Regions from separate parts of the Zea mays genome. Here region 1 is linked to region 2. The links are chromatin contacts, called in public Hi-C maps. All regions are on one chromosome and are shown on one strand. The core of a region is the stretch at or near the end of the contact, and the rest is flanking DNA. Distances in the headings are between cores, read along the strand shown.

Region 1 (6,501 bases), core at 2,887-5,386, 250 kb after region 2:
GGTGCATTTGCAACCTCAACACATAAGCTAGCTTCGCCCCTGATCCAATCCAACCCATTAGCATCACAGAGCAAAATGTAATTATGTCACTATACTATTATCTGTGCAGGAGCAAGCACTTCATGCACAACTTATTTGTGTCTAGATCATGTGTGAATGATGTTTGGATAGCTTGTTTAGTGAGAAAGATTGTAGATGTCCTTTCTCTTATTTGACTAGTATGGTCCTGCATGCGTAGGATTAATCTTATTCTAAACCACACGAACTATAAAACGATAGAGAGTATAGATAGTTTTGAAATATAATAGCAGTGAATTATCCACCTATTCCTATCAGTTTAAACTTTTGGATTAAAATAGTTGATGCATGCAACTTAACATAGCATCAAAGACAGAGTGAGAGGTCTCGATTTTGAATCCTAGTTAGCAAAATTCAAATAAAATAATTGTTGCTCGGTCCTGGACCTGAGGGAGGGTGTTACAATATAATAAGTGAATTGTTTATCTTTTCTTATCAGTTTAAACTTTTGAGTGTCAATGGTCGGTCTTTTGCTCTTCATATTAATTGAGCGGCGGTGCTCTTGCCTTTCCCTTAAAACAAAATGGTTGGCAAAATCCATGACCAGGTCACCGGAATGGTTAATGCAAAATAATTTAAAAAAACTAGCGACAAAAAAAAAGATGAATCTTCTTTTATGTATTTGTGCTGTGTTTAACAAATTTTTAGAATATAGTTTGTGGGTTGATTAATTAGAATGTGTTCCGCTTGTATACAAGGGCGTTGGCATCTTGCTAAGTTTTCTTCCCTCGAGAAAGTTATCTAGTTCCGGGCAAAACAACTTTGGTTGTGCATGAGTAGGATTTGTACGATTAATATAGGCATATAACAGAAGATAGGTCAACATGATAAAAGAGATAAGATTATCTAGTTGCCTGGAATACGAGTTCAAATTTGGCACCCATTGTGTAATTGTGTTCTGTTGATTAGTAGTTCATATTTTTAACCATTTAAACAGTAGAAGTAAATTCAATTTGCAGGAAATTATTTTGTATATCTGCGTAGCCATTAGTGAAACTGAAGATTAAGGTTTTTATGTGGTATCTTATCAAGAACATAGTTCTTACCAAAGATAACCTAGCAAAAAAGCAATGGAAAGGAAGTTTAAAGTGTGTTGCATGTATTTTGGATGAATTCATTCAACACTTTTTTTATTGCTAGATGTGTATGGTGGTGTGTTCATGTCTCCTTTAATATCTTACCACCTAGAAGCATACATCATATGTTTGGAAGGTGGATGGAAGGGGTAGAGGGGAACCTTAGGAACAAGATTTGGTTTGGAACTTGTGCCTTTTGCTGGGCAATTTGGTTATGCAGAAATGATGTTTTTAACAATGCACAAGTGCCTATTTCTTTGCAGGTAGTCTTCAGGGAAACGTACTGGATGAGGGAGTGAGCAATACTGCTAAAGGGAGAAGACGAACCACAAATAAAGCTAGGATGTCGTCTGCTTGAAATGACCATGATGCAAATTTTCGCTTCCAATAGATGGAATTGTTAGCAGGATCACATTATAGTAGCTTGTATTTTGTCTCTGCCTTGGACTCGCATGTTATGTTTGTGTTGTATCCTTATTTTGTTGCTGCTGTTGGGAGTAACTTTCTTAATCGTTGTTTGTTGGACAGCTTTATACATATTTACATGCAGCGGCTGGAATTATATAATCCCTTTTCTAAAAAGAAATAGTGAAACTGGATACTTTAGAGCGCATGATTTCATCATTTGCCCACGTGTGCAAGGAACTGATGTACATCTTTGAAGATGTAGCAGCAACAGAAAGCAATAGCCAATCTTTTGCAAGCTGTGATTGGGCATGTTAATATGAGAGAGAGAGAGAGAGCTAAAGAAGCCAGTTAAAAAATATCATAACCTTATCATGATTCATCTACCATTTGAAATTTGTACTCACTGATACAAATTGAATAACAAAGTAGAAAAACAACATAACTTGTCTGTTCCAATACCCAACTAACTCCTCCATGATTTGAAGAAAAAATAGGAAGAACTGCCCTTTGTTTCAGTCTGATTCTTTTCCTCTTAGCATGAAACTTCGAATCCTTCTATAGAGTTTAGGATTTAGTTTTCTTGGCCATGAGAGCTGCGCCTGCAGGTCATTATACTGAGATAGGAAAACGGGCGGAATGCATGCAGATTATAAGATTTGGGTTAGTTTTTTTGCTATTTTAAAGGAAACTGGGATGGATAAAGGTAGAAGAAAGGTAAGAGCAGGCAAGAACGGACAGGTGGGGAGAAGTGAAGAATTCGGGAAGGTTCCAACTATAGATGACCAGAAAGCCCACGGCCCGATAGCCCGGCACGGAGCCCGTTATTTTGACTCGGGACTGGCACGGCCCGGCACGAGTGGAAACGGGCCGGGCCCAGCCTGGCACGAAGCGCGTGCCGTGCTCGGCAGCGGTTTCGGCCTGTTGGGCTGGCCCGGGCACGACATGACGGTAATCGGGCTTTGAAATCGGCCCGTCTACGGCGTGAGCATATTTAAAGGCCAGCCGCCAACCCGACCGCCCGAAGCCGAAAACCCTAGCGTCCATTCACCTATTTCACTTTCACTCGCGCGACGGCTTTCCAGCTCTCCCCTCTCCTCTCGCGACTGGCGGCACACCGGCCCTCCGTCTTCGGTCGCTCCTCTCGAGAACTGTATTTATATGTCAAGTTGTGATTTGTGAAGTTGTGATTATGTGAAGTTGTATTTATATGTGACAGTAGACAGTAGATTTTGTGAAGTTGTGATTTGTGATACGAGAACTGGGATTTATATGTCTGCGGGCTCGGGCTAGCCCGGTTGTGTAAATGGGCCGTGCTTACCAGGCTAGTCCGGCACGATCGTGCCTTACCGGTGCCGTGCTCGTACAGAGGGTAGAGCCCATTGGGTGGCCCGGTCCGGCCCGGCACGGATATATAGTCGGGCTTAGTCGGGCCGGGCTTAATCGGGCCCGGGTCGGACCGGGCCGTGCCGCCCGTTTGAACTTCTATAGTTCCAACTGGCCATCGTTTTCTGAATTAAAATCTGAACCTTCACTAAAAAATAAATTGCATGCAAAAGGAAATACTACATGTCTAGTATTCAAACAACTACTAGCATACTTTTAGAACCCTCGAACTAGAAACCTACGTACGATGGCCACGTCCTAGAATCAAATTTGTGTTTCGAAGTGAGGCAACGATCCCCGAACTGTCACTAGACCTTTTTTACCCCTGTACCCTTGCAGAACTTGACAAGCAAGCAATTCCTCCAGAGTCCATGGCAGGGATGGCTACCACTCTCACAAAATGGGAAAAGCATTTAGCAAGCTGGTAAATAACTCTGAAAACCGATGGGTCCCAAATTTACTCCGGTATTTTTTTTAACGATAGAACTAGAGTACTTTAATTAGAACTTGATCGCAGGTTCCAATATGCTTTGCATTGCAGCTCACAGACTGACACAGATAGCTCTGAATTCCTAAGAAGAAAATTTTTGTTTTCTGCGAAAAGTAGTCGGACCAAATGAGTTGGCCAACAACAAACCAGAAACCCATGAAAAGAAAAAGGCAAACCAACTGTCAAGGATCACAAGTGCTGAGTACCTACCTAGTACTCCCACTGTACAGCTACCAGGAAGTGCAGAGACGACGAACCAAAGCATAGAGTAGGGAGGAGGAAAGCTTCTCAGAATTCTTAGAGCAGAAACCAGTACGCCAACACCACCTTTCCATCGCAAGCCTTCCACTACACAGAGGGAGAATTAAGCAGAGCAAGTTGTACTCACTCTCGACGATGGCCAGGGCCTTGGAGTCGTCGGCCGGCGCTGGCGGCTTCTCCTGGGCGGCCGGCGGCTCGGTCGCGGGGATGACGGCCTTCTCTTCGGCGGCGTTCTCCTTCGCCGGCGCCGCCTTGGTGACCTCCACTTCCACCTCCACCTTTTTGGCCTCCTCCTCGGTCATGTTGCTGTCTGCTAGGAGAAGCTTAGCTGTTGCTGTTGAGGGGTGGGAGCTAGCTGTACCTGTGGGGCGTGCGTGCGAGCGTGGTGGCGGTGGCGCGTTTAACTGTTGGCCGTGTCTGGACTCTGGGCGAAGCTGGACGCCTGAACTGGAGAGCAGCCCGCAAAGGAAGGGAAGAGAGCGGAAGGTTTGATGTGTTTCTAAATTCTGACAGGAAGGACACGGCCTCGTATTTTTTTTTTCTGACAGGGGAGTCGGCAAGGGATGAAGGAACCCATGCGCGCGTACGTGACGGCGACCCGGGCCGGCGCATCATGGCATTGGGCCCGCCGTGGCCCGCGGGCGCAGCGCATTGGCTCCCAGCGCAATCGCCCTGTGCTGTGTGCTCAGACGAGACGAGCTGGCCCGCACCGCTGGGCGCTCGGATCCCGTGAGCGCGGAGACTCTCTGGTGGCCGTCGCACGACGCGCGTCGCCTTTCACGCCAGCAAGGCAGCAACGTTCGTTTCGTTCAACGTCGTCGTGCCCGGGGGCCCGTCCCGTGGGCACTGTTGACAGAACGACAGACCACGGGGACGTGCAGTGTATATGCAGTAGCACGCGGCCGGGCAGGTCGTCGGACGGCTCCGCAGCTTAGCCGGGCAAACGTCGAGAGACCAGACCACAGGGCTCGCTCGAACGTACCAGCGCGGCGCGCGGCGGCATAAATGCGTGGGCGGCGACGTCGCTACGAACCATCGGTGACCATATGCTTTCTGTTCCTTGCATCGTGCGTGGATATTAAAATGCCGCTCGCCATTGGGCCGTCCCTTCCGTAGTACTGTATCCTCGCCGAATCGTTGTTTCTATCTTATCGGTCGCTACTACTCGTTTAATCACCATAGGTCGCCGGCGCCGGGAGCGAACCGAAAGCCCCACACCAATGTAGCATCCCCTTAATCTCCTTCGGTTTGGACGAAACTATACATGTCCAAACGAATCGGGCCTAACGCGTAGCCCGAAGCACGGCACGGGTTAGGCCCGACCCGTATCCGGCACGGCACGGTACTCGACGGGCTCGAGCCGACCCGGTACGACACCTGAGCTGTGCTTGGACCTGAGTCGGGGCACACCGTGCTGAGCCCCAGCACGGTCCGGCACGACACCCGGGCCGTGCTTGGGCCTGAGTCGGGGCACGCCGTGCTGAGCCCGAGCACGGCCCGTTCCAGGCCCGACCAAACATCAAAATATCTCCCCCCGTCCCCGTTACCCACTGTCGCCCAACCTCCCTTGACCCTTCCAGTCTTCCACATTTCCCTCTCCTCTCTCAGTCGGCCCTCGCCCTCTCTGGATCTCCTTCGTGGACGCTCCAGTGGCTCCGTGGATCCGTGCATTGCTCTCGTCGGTTCTTTATTACTGGGAGACAAAGGGGTCTAAGGACCTATGACAAGTAAGTGTACATGCTTCATCGTGTTGTGTGAATTGTGATGGTGGTATCCATCAATCCATGGCGAATGATTGCAGCGAAGGTCCTCGGTTTTTCAGGTAGGATACAAAAATGTACTGCTAGTTTAATGGCATTTGTTTTGATTACTCGTACTGTTGGCAGGCCATCATAGGATAGCTGGCCAACTTTTCATTGTCGTTCTATGGTAGAGGGGGCCAGGGCCAGGCCTCGTTGTGTGCAACTGTCCAACAATGTGCAGGGAAAATTGACAAGAAGCCAAACATGCCTGCATGACTTGCTGGTGAGTGCGGCCACAGCAAACGAACTCCGGCTGAGTTAACAGAGTGACTGATTTCCTATTCAATTATTCCCTTCTTATTTAACACAAAGCAACGTTGGTCGCATCGCGGGGAATAACGTGGCTCGAAGGCGACGTGTGTCGTCGGTAACCCACCACCGATCCAGTCGTCGCCGTTCTACTCTGCTAATCCTTTACAACCGTGGATATTTAAGCCGTGTTTGAAAGCAAAGTATTTCAAAACCACGCCCTCTCTCCAACTTTGTCCCGGTGCCTTCTGGAGTTTTTCTTCTCGTTCCCCAGCTCTCTTCTTGCGTCCTTACGACTGCACCATGTTTAAAATGTGTGCAATTCCGTGTGCATTTTCTTTATCTTCAGGCTAGGGTTTACAGGTGGTGGAGGCCAGGGGCGGACCTAGCGGGTGGTTCATATGGGCCACAGCACACCCTAAGTTTATATAATAATAGCTAGTATAGTGGTATAAATACTATTTTTTTTGAACTTGACAGTCAAGGTTCGAGTTTTGATGATCTTTGTTTTTTTTCTTCTTTTTTTGATATTTTTTGCGTAGCAGTTGGGTCGCCACTGGTGGAGGGATGGGCGCTACGATCTGGAGGGTGATGTTCTATGAGCCAAAGTCACCTAGACGCCTGGACTTGCATTGTTCCCGGTACGGGTCGGCTCTTTATGTATTGCTGGAGATTTCTGCCAACACCAACAGCGAAGCATTCCAAACGGAAACTTTTAAGCTGTGGCCAACAATGTCACAAGTACGTTCCTGAA
Region 2 (7,396 bases), core at 2,921-5,420:
CGCGTGCCCCAGCCCAGATGGGTCGAGCGCGAGGGCGAGCGCGAAGGGGGGAGAGCGAGGCGGCCGGAGACCGGCGTGAGAGAGGTGGGAATCCCGCGGCCTTCGTGTTCGTCCCGCGCCTAGGTCGGGTGCGCTTGCAGTAGGGGGTTACAAGCGTCCACGCGGGAGAGGGAGCGAGCGGCCCCAAGCGAGCGCCTGTCTCGTCCTCGTCCCCGCGCGGCCAACCCTCTCTAAGAGGGTCCTGGTCCTTCCTTTTATAGGCGTAAGGAGAGGATCCAGGTGTACAATGGGAGGTGTAGCAGAGTGCTACGTGTCTAGCGGGGGAGAGCTAGCGCCCTAAGTACATGCCGTCGTGGCAGCCGGAGAGATTTTGGCACCCAGCTGGTGTGATGTCGTGGCCGTTGGAGGAGCGATGGAGCCTGGCGGAGGGACAGCTGTCGGAGCGGTTGGGTCCTTGCTGACGTCCTCTTGCTTCCGTAAGGGGCTGAGAGCCGCCGTCGTCACAGAGCATGCGGGGCACCATCATTGCCTATCTGGCGGAGCTAGCCAGATGGGACGCCGGTCTGGTTCCCTGTGGCCTGAGTCAGCTCGGGGTAGGGTGATGATGGCGCCTCTTGTTGACGTGGCTGGTCTGCGCCCTAGGTTGGGCGATGCGGAGGCTCCTCCGAAGCCGAGGTCGAGTCTGTCTTCCGTGGCCGAGGCCGAGTCCGAGCCCCTGGGTCGGGCGAGGCGGAGGTCGTCGGCTGAGGCCAGGGCGGAGTCCGAGCCCTGGGGTCGGGCGAAGCGGAGTTCGTCGTCTTCTGGGACTTAGCCCGAGTCCGAGCCCTGGGTCGGGCGGAGCGGAGTTCGCCGTCTTCCGGGACTTAGCCCGAGTCCGAGCCCTGGGTCGGGCGGAGCGGAGTTCGTCGTCTTCCGGGACTTAGCCCGAGTCCGAGCCCTGGGTCGGGCGGAGCGGAGTTCGCCGTCTTCCGGGACTTAGCCCGAGTCCGAGCCCTGGGTCGGACGGAGCGGAGTTCGCCGTCTTCCGGGACTTAGCCCGAGTCCGAGCCCTGGGTCGGGCGAAGCGGAGCTTCCTATGGTGCCTCCGGCGGGGCCTGACTGCCTGTCAGCCTCACTCTATCAAATGGCACCGCAGTCGGAGTGGCGCAGGCGGCGCTGTCCTTCTGTCAGGCCGGTCAGTGGAGCGGCGAAGTGACGGCGGTCACTTCGGCTCTGCCGGGGGGGGCGCGTCAGGATAGAGGTGTCAGGCCACCTTTACATTAAATGCTCCTGCGACTTGGTCGGTCGGTGCGGCAATTTAGTCAGGGTTGCTTCTTAGCGAAGGCAGGGCCTCGGGCGAGCCGGAAATATGTTCGCCGTTGGAGGGGGGCCTCGGGCGAGACGGAAATCCTCCGGGGTCGGCTGCCCTTGTCCGAGGCTAGGCTCGGGCGAGGCGTGATCGAGTCACTGAATGGACTGATCCCTGACTTAGTCGCACCCATCAGGCCTTTGCAGCTTTATGCTGATGGGGGTTACCAGCTGAGAATTAGGAGTCTTGAGGGTACCCCTAATCATGGTCCCCGACAAATGGGTTTGGACCCAGGCTAACCCGTTATATCCAAACGAGTTCTTTGGCTGTTTGGACGTATTTAATCATGTAAAATACAATTTTGTACTATAAAGGGTTTAAAATATTTATTTTATAAAGCAACAATTTCCCTAGTTTTCAAGGTAGCCCATTTTAAAAATAGGCCTTGCACATATTTCTATTCTAACCGGTCCAACTAGGAGAGCGCGCTGATTTTACTGGGGGGTTGCGGCTTTCCCGATCGAGAAATTTGGAATTATGTCACTATCTGCGTGATTGGTTGTCCTATATGGCCACGGTCATGCTCGCTGCGTGCGTTGACCACACGAGAGCGCATGATTGGCTTCCCGCGCGCGTATAGGTTGGGCTGCACGTACGGGTGCGATGTAGGATATTTTTTCATCCATTCGCTGCATCTAGGGGTGGGCGTTCGGGTTACCCGAATTTTTCGGGTCGGGTAATTCGGGTTTTTAAAATTTCGGGTTTTGAGAATCAATACCCGAAATTACAACGGGTTTTTCAATACCCGAAAATTCGGGTACCCGAAATATCGGGTTCGGGTTCGGGTATTCCCGAACTACCTGAACTATTGTGTTGGCTTCATAAAAACACATACACTCTATTAAATTAGTATAAAAATATAGTTTGAATAATGATATACATGGACATATAAAACACAAGCAATCTACAATCACAAGTTATGCACACTTACACATAATTATAGATGTACAAATTAATAAATAAGCATGACATGAGTACATGACACATGAAAGTTCGGGTAATTCGGGTATTTCGGGTACCCGATTGTGATACCCGAATTACCCGAAATAATTTCGGGTTTTGCAAGTTGCTACCCGAAATTCCTGAACAAAATTCGGGTTTCGGGTATTTCGGGTTCGGGTTCGGGTTTCGGGTTACGGGTTTTTTGCCCAGCCCTAGCTGCATCCGTGGAAAAGCCAGGGAGAGACGTTCCTCACCGGCTATGATGGCGCGCGCCTGATGATGGTGAGCGCGTGAACCAATCATGCTTTTATGAGAAGCAGGTTTCGTCATTTTACCATTATTTTTGGCACAAGGTTAGGCCCATTTTTCCCGATCGGCTGATGCAGGCCTTGTACGCGTGTCGTTGAACGCCTGGAGTGGCAGGTTAGGCCCATCTCGACGCCGGTGAGGAATATGCGGGACCCACGCGCTTGTCTCAGCGACGTCGGTCGACGCCGCTATGCATGGGCTCACGAGCAATGGCGATGCCAGCCGTACACAGGTACCTGGTGGTTGTATTTAATCCTCGTTTTCATTTTATGAAATGGTAAAATTAGTCTTGGCTCATGCTCGGACAAGAATGGATCTTCACGTCAAGTACATATTCATGAACTCTTTTGTATGCAAGTGAAAATATGATTGTGTATCTGTCACAACTCACAACATACTCGGGTAAAAATGTATCTTCACGTCAGATAAGAATTCGTGAACTCTACTGTGTGTCTGTATTCAAGTAAAAGTACGATTGTATGGTCGTCGCCGCTGGAGAAAATTGCCGTCATCTACCGATCTACGTCATTGCGTGCGTCCTTGGCCTGGACCGTAGTAATTGCTCAGTCTCCGTGTCGTTGCGTCTTCAGTTATTTCCACCGTTCATTGGATGCCGGCAGCACATTCATGGTTGTGGGCACAAAAGTTCAATGGCACGTTTGGTGGCGAGATTCTTCTAACACAACTTCACATTCACATCTTCATCCCACTTAACTTAAAATCTCCACCTTTTTTTACGGATTTGGTTGAACAGATCTATTATTGACTAGAGATGGAAGCCAAAGAAATTAAAATCTGAATCTGATTTCGATAAACATGAAGCGGATAGAGCTGTCTCAGACTCCCAAAAAAAATCGAACTGCGTCTAGTTTCCTCTCGATCCCGTGGGTCTCACCATCCCCGTGCGCTGGAGGACGAGAAGGCGAGGAGGAACCGCCTCGCTCTCGGTGACGGCACCCGCGCTCTGTCACGGTGCTAGCCAGTGAAGTCCGACGCCGGCAGAGGCCGATGGAGGAGCCCGGTGCGGTGGACAAGGACAAGCGACTGTGTCCCGTTAGACCAGGCGCGACCCATGTATAAATCAGTGTCTCAAATCTGTGTTTTACTATATCTATTATATTAATCAGAGTAATCAATAAATTAAATTACCAATCAGCTATTCTTCCTATCTCGAGCATAGAACCAAGACAAAGTGTGTTTGTCAAGATATATGTCTTGAGTTTTTTTATATTACCCTCTTTAAATACATTCGAAGACATAGCTTAAGACACCTATTTTACATGCCCTGAAGACACAGTTTAAGACACCAGTTTTACATGCTCTGAGTCCTCAGCGGTGGAGAGGCGATAGGGACGACAGAGATGAGGAAGATGAGATAAGGAAAATAAAATTTTGTCCTATGACAGGTGGCGTTAAGTATAAAGTGGCCTCAATTTAAAGTTGCTTCTCCAACAAGGCATTACTATGTGCTGGTGAAATATCCATGGAACGTAGTACTCTGCTAACAACCACCAACCACACATCGCTGGTCAACATAAATAACCTGACCTGTCGTCCCCATTCTTGTGATCCTGTCGTCCCCATCCCCTTGCTCCAGCGCGCGGTGTGCACAGGCAGCTAGGCTCATGGCGGCCGCTACCCCTAGTCCCCACAGCGCAAGGTACGTGTCATCCGACGCTCTGGCGTGTAATCTGTACACGAGTTGAAACTGGTTGGCCGGCGTGTGTGATCTCTACTCTGGTAGGGTCGCCGTTGTCACCGGCGGGAACAAAGGGATCGGGCTGGAGGTGTGCAGGCAGCTGGCCAGCAACGGCATCACCGTCGTCCTAACAGCCAGAGACGAGAAGCGGGGCGCCGCCGCCGTAGAGGAGCTCGCGGACGCGGGCCTCTCCGGCGTCGTTTTCCATCAGCTGGAGGTCACCGACGCCCAGAGCATTGCTAGATTGGCCGGTTTCCTGAAGGCGTGGTTTGGGAAGCTAGACATCCTGGTGAGTCCCCTTAATTTTGAATCTGTGAAAGGTTCGGTGGTGTAGGTGGCTGTGACTGTGGCTGATGAAGGAGAGCCACTGTGTCTTACTAGGTAAACAATGCCGCTATCGGTGGGGTTCAGTCACTTCCCGTTGAAAATGTTGGCGAAAAGGTGAGGTCACATGTCCCCCGATCGAAATTATGCATGCATGCTCAGATTTTTTTTTCAGATCCTATCCTAAGCCACGCTCTGATGAAACGGTTTACATGGTGGTGCGCCGTGCGCGTGGAATAATGGAACAGATCAAGGGCATGGACGCGTTTCAGATGGCGGAGCTGATGCGGAAGAGCTGCCGGGAGACAAACGACACCGCGAAGGCAGGCGTCCAGACGAACTACTACGGGGTGAAGAACGTGACCGAGGCGCTGCTGCCCCTGCTCCTGCAGGCCTCCTCCTCCGGCGGAGGAAGGGTCGTCAACGTCTCCTCCGACTTCGGGCTGCTACGCGTAAGTAAGCTGTTCCGGTATCTGATCATACCGTTTCAGATTCCGTTCCTTTCCTTCGACCAACGCCAGCAGCTGCTGCTGCTGGATCTGAAACAAAGAATGCAGTATCTCAGGAATGAGGAGGTGAAGCATGAGCTGGACGACATTGAGGGCCTGACGGAGGAGAGGCTGGACGAGCTGCTGAGCACGTTCCTCCGGGACTTCGAGGCCGGCGCGCTGAAGTCCCGCGGCTGGCCGACGGAGTTCGCCGCGTACAAGGTGGCCAAGGCCGCCCTGAACTCCTACTCGAGGGTCCTGGCGAGGCGGCACCCCGAGCTGCGCGTCAACTGCGCGCACCCGGGCTACGTCAAGACCGACATGACCAGGCAGACGGGCCTGCTGACGCCCGCGCAGGGCGCGGCCAACGTCGTCAAGGTGGCGCTGCTCCCGGAAGGCGGCCCCACCGGCGCTTTCTTCGCGCTAGGCAAGGAGGCGCCGTTCGTGTGACGCTGCCGTACTGGGCTGGCGGTGGTGGGGACTTCACGGTCCGGCGCTAGTGCGCCGCCTCTCCGACTTGCCTGGCGCCTGCTATCTACTACCTCTCTGCTCTCTGTGCTGCGCAGCGTAGTTTGCTGGTTTGGGACGGCGAATAAAGAAAGGATCGCTGCTGCCTCTTAGTTAGTTGGGTTCTGTCAGTACTAAGCTTCGGTAATAAAATACCCCTAGATATGACCATATTTTATCTGATTGGTTACCCGCACCGTTCCATCCTAAATTACCGTGGGCATTAACTTTGGATTAGCGTCTGTTTGATTGACTGTACGCGAGGAACGGTGGCTACATAAGTAGATATAAAATAAGTTATTTTGAGGCTTGTCGGGGACCATAATTAGGGGTACTCTCAAGGCTCCTAATTCTCAGCTGGTAACCCCCATCAGCATAAAGCTGCAAAGGCCTGATGGGTGCGATCAAGTCAGGGATCAGCCCATTCGAAGGACTCGATCACGCCTCGCCCAGGCCTAGCCTCGGACAAGGGCAGCCGACCCCGAAGGATCTCCGGCTCGCCCGAGGCCCTGTCTTCGCCAAGAAGCAACCCCGACCAAATCGCAGGAGCATTTAATGTAAAGGTGGCCTGACACCTTTATCCTGACGCGTGCCCCTCAGCTGACAGAGCCGAAGCGACCGCCGTCACTTCACCGCTCCACTAACCAGTCTGATAGAAAGACAGCGCCGCCTGCGCCACTCCGACTGCGGTGCCACTTGACAGAGTGAGGCTGACAGGCAGTCAGGACCGGCCGCACGCCATAGGAAGCTCCGCCCGACCCAGGGCTCGGACTCGGGCTAAGCCCCGGAAGACGGCGAACTCCGCTCCGCCCGACCCAGGGCTCGGACTCGGGCTAAGCCCCGGAAGACGGCGAACTCCGCTTCGTCCGACCCAGGGCTCGGACTCGGGCTAAGCCCCGGAAGACGGCGAACTCCGCTCCGCCCGACCCAGGGCTCGGACTCGGGCTCAGCCCCAGAAGACGACGAACTCCGCCTCGCCCGACCCGGGGGCTCGGACTCAGCCTCGGCCACGGAAGACGGACTCGACCTCGACCTCAGAGGAGCATCCACATCGCCCAACCCAGGGCGCGGACCGGCCACATCAACAGGAGGCGCCATCATTACCCTACTCCAAGCTGACTCAGGCTACGGGGAACAAGACCGGCGTCCCATCTGACTCGCTCCGCCAGATAGGCGATGATGGCGTCCCGCACGCTCCCTGACGATGGCGACTCTTGGCCCCCTTACGGAAGCAAGAGGACGTCAGCAAGGACTCGACGGCCCTGACAGCTGTCCCTCCACCAGGCTCCGGCGCTCCTTCGACGGCCACGACATCACACGAACCGGGCGCCAAAATCTCTCCGACCGCCACGATGGCGTGTACTTAGGGCACTAGCTCTCCTCCGCTAGACACGTAGCACTCTGCTACACCCCCCATTGTACATCTAGATCCTTTCCTTATGCCTATAAAAGGAAGGACCAGGGCCCTCTTAGAGAGGGTCGGCCGCGCGGGAACGAGGACAAGACGGGCGCTCGCGTGAGGCCGCTCGCTCCTCCCCCCGTGTGGACGCTTGTAACCCCCTACTGCAAGCGCACCCGACCTGGGCGCAGACGAACACGAAGGCCGCGGGATTTCCACCTCTCTCACGACCCATCTCCTGCCTCCTCGCTTTCCCCCCTTCACGCTCGGCCTCGCGTCGACCCATCTGGGCTGGGGCACGCGGCGACACTTCACTCGTCGGCTCGGGGACCCCCCGGTCTCGAAACGCCGACAGTTGGCGCGCCAGGTAGGGGCCTGCT

What was found. Hi-C and Micro-C count contacts between places; a contact is called where the count stands out from the background.
Region 1: a contact with region 2 is called in a Hi-C map of ear, with 2.0 times the contacts expected there. The contact joins the promoter of LOC100280835 here to the promoter of LOC100273052 in region 2. A contact is called at or near these places in 4 of 25 Hi-C or Micro-C datasets (bundle sheath, ear, leaf mesophyll and 1 more).

Annotation. Positions count from the first base shown.
Region 1 is chr10:135,443,722-135,450,222 of Zm-B73-REFERENCE-NAM-5.0, forward strand. It overlaps LOC100280835 (remorin), which reads right to left and starts at 4,137. Exons shown (of 5, transcript NM_001153755.2): 1 at 3,824-4,137. The coding sequence starts at 3,998.
Region 2 is chr10:135,189,580-135,196,975 of Zm-B73-REFERENCE-NAM-5.0, forward strand. It overlaps LOC100273052, which reads left to right and starts at 4,171. Exons shown (of 5, transcript NM_001360161.1): 1 at 4,171-4,259; 2 at 4,344-4,587; 3 at 4,680-4,739; 4 at 4,871-5,074; 5 at 5,180-5,787. The coding sequence starts at 4,225. The coding sequence ends at 5,560.